Linked DNA regions of Zea mays: region 1 is linked to region 2. Evidence: chromatin contacts called from public Hi-C data. All regions are on one chromosome and are shown on one strand. The core of a region is the stretch at or near the end of the contact, and the rest is flanking DNA. Distances in the headings are between cores, read along the strand shown. Region 1 holds the start of LOC100125655. Region 2 has its middle 44 kb from the start of LOC103638112.

Region 1 (2,700 bases), core at 8-2,507, 160 kb after region 2:
TATAACATTGAAATAAAAGGAGACCAGCATATGTACAACGATAGTATTCTGAGGTCCTTACATCTCCTCCTGGTCCATTAATGTATAGCATTATCTTTTTGGAATTATCAATGCTGTCAAGATAGAGCATGCTTGCCAACACTTGGTTGCTGAATTCTTCATCTATATTGTCCCCAATGAAGATAATCCGCTCACGGTACTGCACATGGACAGTTCAAATTACTTATCCATGCACAGCAAGAGAACAAAGTTGTGTCAACCCAAGGAAGCATATAATCAGTGTTGTTGGGTCTTACCAGAGCGTTCCATATGTCAAGCCATTGCCAGGTTCCTTCACCAGGTGTTCGGTAAGGCACACGTGGAGTACCAATAGGCATCATCGAGATGCGGGCTCTGGTCGCCTTCTTTTTGGACAACCTGTCATGGGTATATTTGCAGAATACTGAGATGAGAAATGTGCCCAACAAACCGCATCAGGATCATTCCAAGTTTTTTTTGCTACCTCAAATGCTATATTGCTACCTAGAATACCCACTACTATCAGAAGAGACATAACGAGTAATTTCTTCGAACCGTGAACTGACAATCTGATAGAAGCATTCATGATGTCAACATCTTAGTTTGGAAACAAAAAAACTCATCTGTTTCAGTATCCATCAACAATACTGGATTGATCACCACAACCTATATAATACAGTGAGCAATCTAGTCTCAGCTCGGCTCAGCAAGCATACAGCATCCATGTAAGTGCCAAAACCCATGAGACTAAGATTAACATGGTAAACGTAAGCGCAGACATACACCTAGGCAACAAGCAAAGGTCTACACAAGCACAGGTGACAATTAAGGATCTACGCACACTCACCTGAGAGAGATTCTCCGGTTGACCGCAGTGTGGAACCCAGCGCTGACATTCGGGCATGACGACTCCGACGAACCTGCTCAATCCGAAAACCAAAATCAAGCACAGAAGACGAGTCCACCACAGATTTCAGCAGGTTTTGGTTGAATCTCACCGAGCTTGGTCTGCGCCCTGAGCCCGACGAAGACCTTGGTGCCGACGCTGCAAGAGGTGGGGGGAAACAGAGAAGCCGGAGCCTCAGTGTGGGTAGGGTTTAGGGTGCGAAGGGTCGGAGAAGCAGGGAGGAAGCGACCGACCTGAGAGAAGACGGCGGGCTGGCGGTCGCGCGTGGGTGGAAGCATGAGGAGCTGGCCGGCGCCGCCATTGGAGCGGGCGGCGGAGTGGTCGGGGGACAGCTTGGTGGGACTTGGGAGCGACGAGCGAGTGACCCAGCGGATAACGAGGGAGAAGATGCAGGCGCGGACCGCGCCGAGATTCGTGCGGCGCTGCGTGGCCGTGGTGGGTGAACGGGGGGATGCGAGCCGATGTCAAATTAACTGGTCTTTTGATACTTCTTCTCGTTCTAAATTAAAATTAGTTTTAGTTAATTAACAAGTTTATATATGTGTTTTATATATATGTATATACGTTCATTTTCATCTATTTAAATATAGACATAATAAAAATAAAGAGCTAAAACGACTATTATTTTAAGATGGGTCGAGTAGTTTTTCTAGTATTTTTTTTGGTCCATGTCCATATTTAAATGTATGATAATAAATGTATACATACAAACTATAATAAAAAACGAAATATATGTTGGAACGGAGGATGTAAGATTTAATGATTTTGAGTCCAGTGTCACGGAGCTAAGCTATCATGTTTTGAGAGACCAGTCAAAATTCAAATCATCCCATCGAGACTTGGTTCCAATTCAGGTTCATGGATATTTTACAGGTTCCAAATGCATACACGAAATAAATCCCCAACTCACTAGAGAACTGGCACACGAGTGCGTGACAGTGTCCCCGATAGATATTAGACTGCTTTCCTGGATTCTACCGCTTGAGCTGTTGTGGAAGTACAGAACGGTATAGCGGCATTCGACAATACAACTATTCTTTCGCCTTTTAAATACAAAAAATGCCTATATTTGGAAGTAGAACCAATGGAGTTTTTGTAGTTCTGAACAAAGAACCTTGCCATAGAGAATGAGAGACAAGGTTGAAGTACTAGTACCTTACGATGTTCTGTTCCAACCGTACGCCAAAGTTTCAGGTTGGCGAAAGCAGACCAATTTGCGCTTGCGTCTTTTTTGTTGACCTTGTTTTCTGGCTCTCCCTAGAATCTTGTTCTTGTGGAAGCAAACCAATTGAGTTCATCAGACCGGTTTTTCTTGTTCCAATACCTCACACAAAGCATCAAAACACAAAGACTCGAGTCAGAACTCAGAGAACATAGGACTGTCAGACACCAGAATACATCCGTAAATATTTAGTCCCGGTACAGCAAAAGCAGAATGGAACAAGCATAGCACTGGAGCAAAGTTACCTTGAGGATAAAAGCAGCCCCTAGTAGGAAACTATCATAGGTATGAATGGTGTTCTTGGCTTCATGCCCTCGTCTCAGTAGTTTATCCTTGAGAAGCACCCTATTGTCCACCATGTTGGCAATGAGCGATGGAACCATTTGGAAAAAAGTCATCCATTGCTTTAAGCTCATTGCTCTGAATCTTCTATAGATCATCCCAGAAAACTTGAGTCAGAGAATGATAAAAGAGGAAACACATAAGGCTTCTTCGCATACCATTTGTGTGAATGTTCAGTTAAAAATTAACTTTATTGTTGCTTACTGAAAGG
Region 2 (2,700 bases), core at 96-2,595:
ATTTCCTTTTTTCTATTCACTCACTCGGCCTCAAATGATGGCTGGACCATGCGGAGTGGTGGAGAGAGAGTGCTACCCATCCGCTAGTCCATCTTTTGCTAATCACACTTTTTTTAACCGCACTTCAGGTATGGCCGCAACTCTAGTAGGCGCTTGATGGCTGCATGCGTGTCCTTTATCCTTATACTATGCGCATGCAGCAGAATGCATGTCAGGGTAAACAACGTCTTCTCACTTCTGGGGAAGGAAGCAGTCAAGAAAGGTACTACTAGATCCCCAAGTAACCGGACCGTGAATGGACATGCAAGCCACTTTCCGATGGTGCATGCGCTGCATTTGACCGTATCACGGCGCTTGAACGACCACAGAGCAGGAGCAAGCAGAGCCACCATGCATGCAAGCAACGGGTTGGCTGGCTGCTGCCGCCTGGGCTCAGATGAGCGAGTCGCAGCTCAGACTCTATGCCAGACCACGGATTTGCGTTGATCGTCGCCTCTCGCGGACGCGCAGACTCCGCCGTGGCCGCGCTCTAGCAAGCTTCTCCGGCACGGGCGTGACCTCAGCGCGGCGCGACTTCTGGCGCAGCGCGGCTGCGAGCTGCCGATGTGGGTGCGCCTCCAGCGTGTGCACAAACTCCAGCGCGACGCGGAGGTAACAACAGAGAAGCATCTCACGGAGGTAGGATGGTGGTTGTGCCATGTGCCCCTACGGGGGAAATCGGAGTGACGACCAGATTCTTCCGATGAACAGGTTAAGAACAATATAGTCAATCTCATACCGCTATATTACGTAGAGGAATCGAAACCTGTCGCGTAGGGCAGTTCGGCTAGGCCAGAGGACCTGCCGGCTTGACGAAGAGTTGATGTTGATATGATCCCGCAGCGACGTCGAGGTAGAGCGTGCTGATAACGTGTTGAGAACTACGTCACCACAGATCACCAGATCCGCTTCCTTCCCTCCCGTCAGCAGTAGAGGCGCGAGAAGCTGTAGAGAACCCGTCTCCCTTCCCAGAAGCACGACAGTGTAACACACGACACATGATATAAGGTTGGGCCTCTGGCATCTTTCTCTTCTCTGTATTATGAGGGAGTGTACAGATTTCTTATATAGATATGTGAGACCCCTCAAGGGCAAAACAGATATTTATCCACATAACCCTAACTAAGGTTACTTAACAGCCTGTTATTATACCATCCGTGTCTGACCAGGCGACCAGCGCTACTTGGGTATATGGGCTTACTTGGGCTGCTTGTCAGTTGTTTGTAGCCCGGTGTTCCCACCCGTGGGCCGTAGAAGCGGGTACGTGGGAGGTGTAAAATCTATGACGAGGGTAGCCGGGCCGGGAGGTGGAGACGTCACGTCATCGCGCCGACGGGGCGGCTCGCTCGGATGACCTGCCGTGCGCCCCCGCCGCCCCGCGCATGTCCATGCATGCAACCCAACCCGCAGCAGCGGAGCGGCTATGGTCGAAAGCGACGTGAATGAAACGCTGGTGGCACGCACTCTGCCCTGACTGGTACTGCGTACTGGTAGGTAGTATAGCCAGTAGCTAGCGCGCCACACAACGCAAGCACGTCCGACCGCGATTGATTGGGCGGCCGGCCTACGTTGAGACTAACTAAAAAAAATTAAATCAGTGGTTCGTCAACGGCGCTGCACCAATGGACGATGACGAGGACCGACCGTGTCTCGGTCCACTCTACCCGCACGCAACAGCTAGCAGAGCCTAGGTGGTGTGGTGGTGGCCCCGGCCGGCGTTGTAGATGCGTGCGTGCGTGCGTCCAGACAAATATGCAGGCAACACGCAGCTTCTGAACTCTGAAGCTACGTATCATGCACGATCGGATGCCAGATAGCTACGTACGTACTAGCTAGCTAGCCTGCAGGCGGAAGCAGGCTAGGCGCCGGCCGGCCACAAGGCACAAGCTAGCATAGCATAGTTTTGAAGGTGTTTCTGTATGAATGAATTTATATTTGTCGCTGAAGTTTGATGAGAAAGCTTTTATTTTGCAAAGCTGGATGTGGTACCTGACCTGCACTGCACGTCGTGTCTGCTTGTGCTTGTGCGCCACCGCCACAACATGTGCCTGTGTGGCACGATAGCCGGCACGGCTAGGTAACCGTGTCCGTGTCCGTGTCATGTCATACCGGGCGGCATGCACGAGTAATGGATCGCATGCGTTTCGCGTACGCTGCCCGGCCTGCTGCTGCAAAGCTGAGACGGCGTGCGTGCGTGCGTGCGTGCAGTGATGGATGGATGGATCGATGGAGCCTGTTGTCGTCACTTCGCATGCATGCATGCATGCAGACGACGACGCAGTGGCCGGCCGGCGGTAGGGGTCCGGCCGGGCCGCCGAGCGAGGCCGCTGTTGGACTCACTGCTCTCTACTCCACCGACGACGACGACGCATCATTCTTTCATTCATCGTAGGCCCCGGCCGGTCGGCCGGCCGGCCAGCCCCTGCGCACGCACGTCGCCGCCGGTCCCCGCTTGGGGCCGGCCCGGCCCGCCCTCTCTCCTCCTGCTGCGGCTCTGGTCGGCCGCCTGCCGATACGGCACCGGGTCACCGGGGAGAGGCCATGCGTGGAGTGGAGCCGGCCACCATGCATACTGTGGACGCCACGCGCGCGCCACGCCAACACGGCAGCGCGCGCGCACGCGACATGTGCAGTAGGGCACTGCTCCTATGCGTGTGCATG

The links. Hi-C and Micro-C count contacts between places; a contact is called where the count stands out from the background.
Region 1: a contact with region 2 is called in a Hi-C map of ear, with 4 times the contacts expected there. The contact joins the promoter of LOC100125655 here to the enhancer-like site in region 2. A contact is called at or near these places in 3 of 25 Hi-C or Micro-C datasets (ear, leaf and tassel).

Annotation. Positions count from the first base shown.
Region 1 is chr9:23,910,567-23,913,266 of Zm-B73-REFERENCE-NAM-5.0, forward strand. It overlaps LOC100125655, which reads right to left and starts at 1,258. Exons shown (of 9, transcript NM_001112586.1): 1 at 1,159-1,258; 2 at 1,017-1,063; 3 at 866-938; 4 at 297-417; 5 at 62-199. The coding sequence starts at 1,226.
Region 2 is chr9:23,752,691-23,755,390 of Zm-B73-REFERENCE-NAM-5.0, forward strand. No RefSeq gene overlaps it. Among protein-coding and RNA genes, the nearest start is that of LOC103638112, 44 kb to the left of the region's middle. Within about 2 kb of position 1,346, at least 18 of the 20 cell types and tissues checked have an H3K27ac peak or open chromatin away from gene starts, as enhancers often do. A contact at or near this core is called in ear, leaf and tassel, where this site is marked.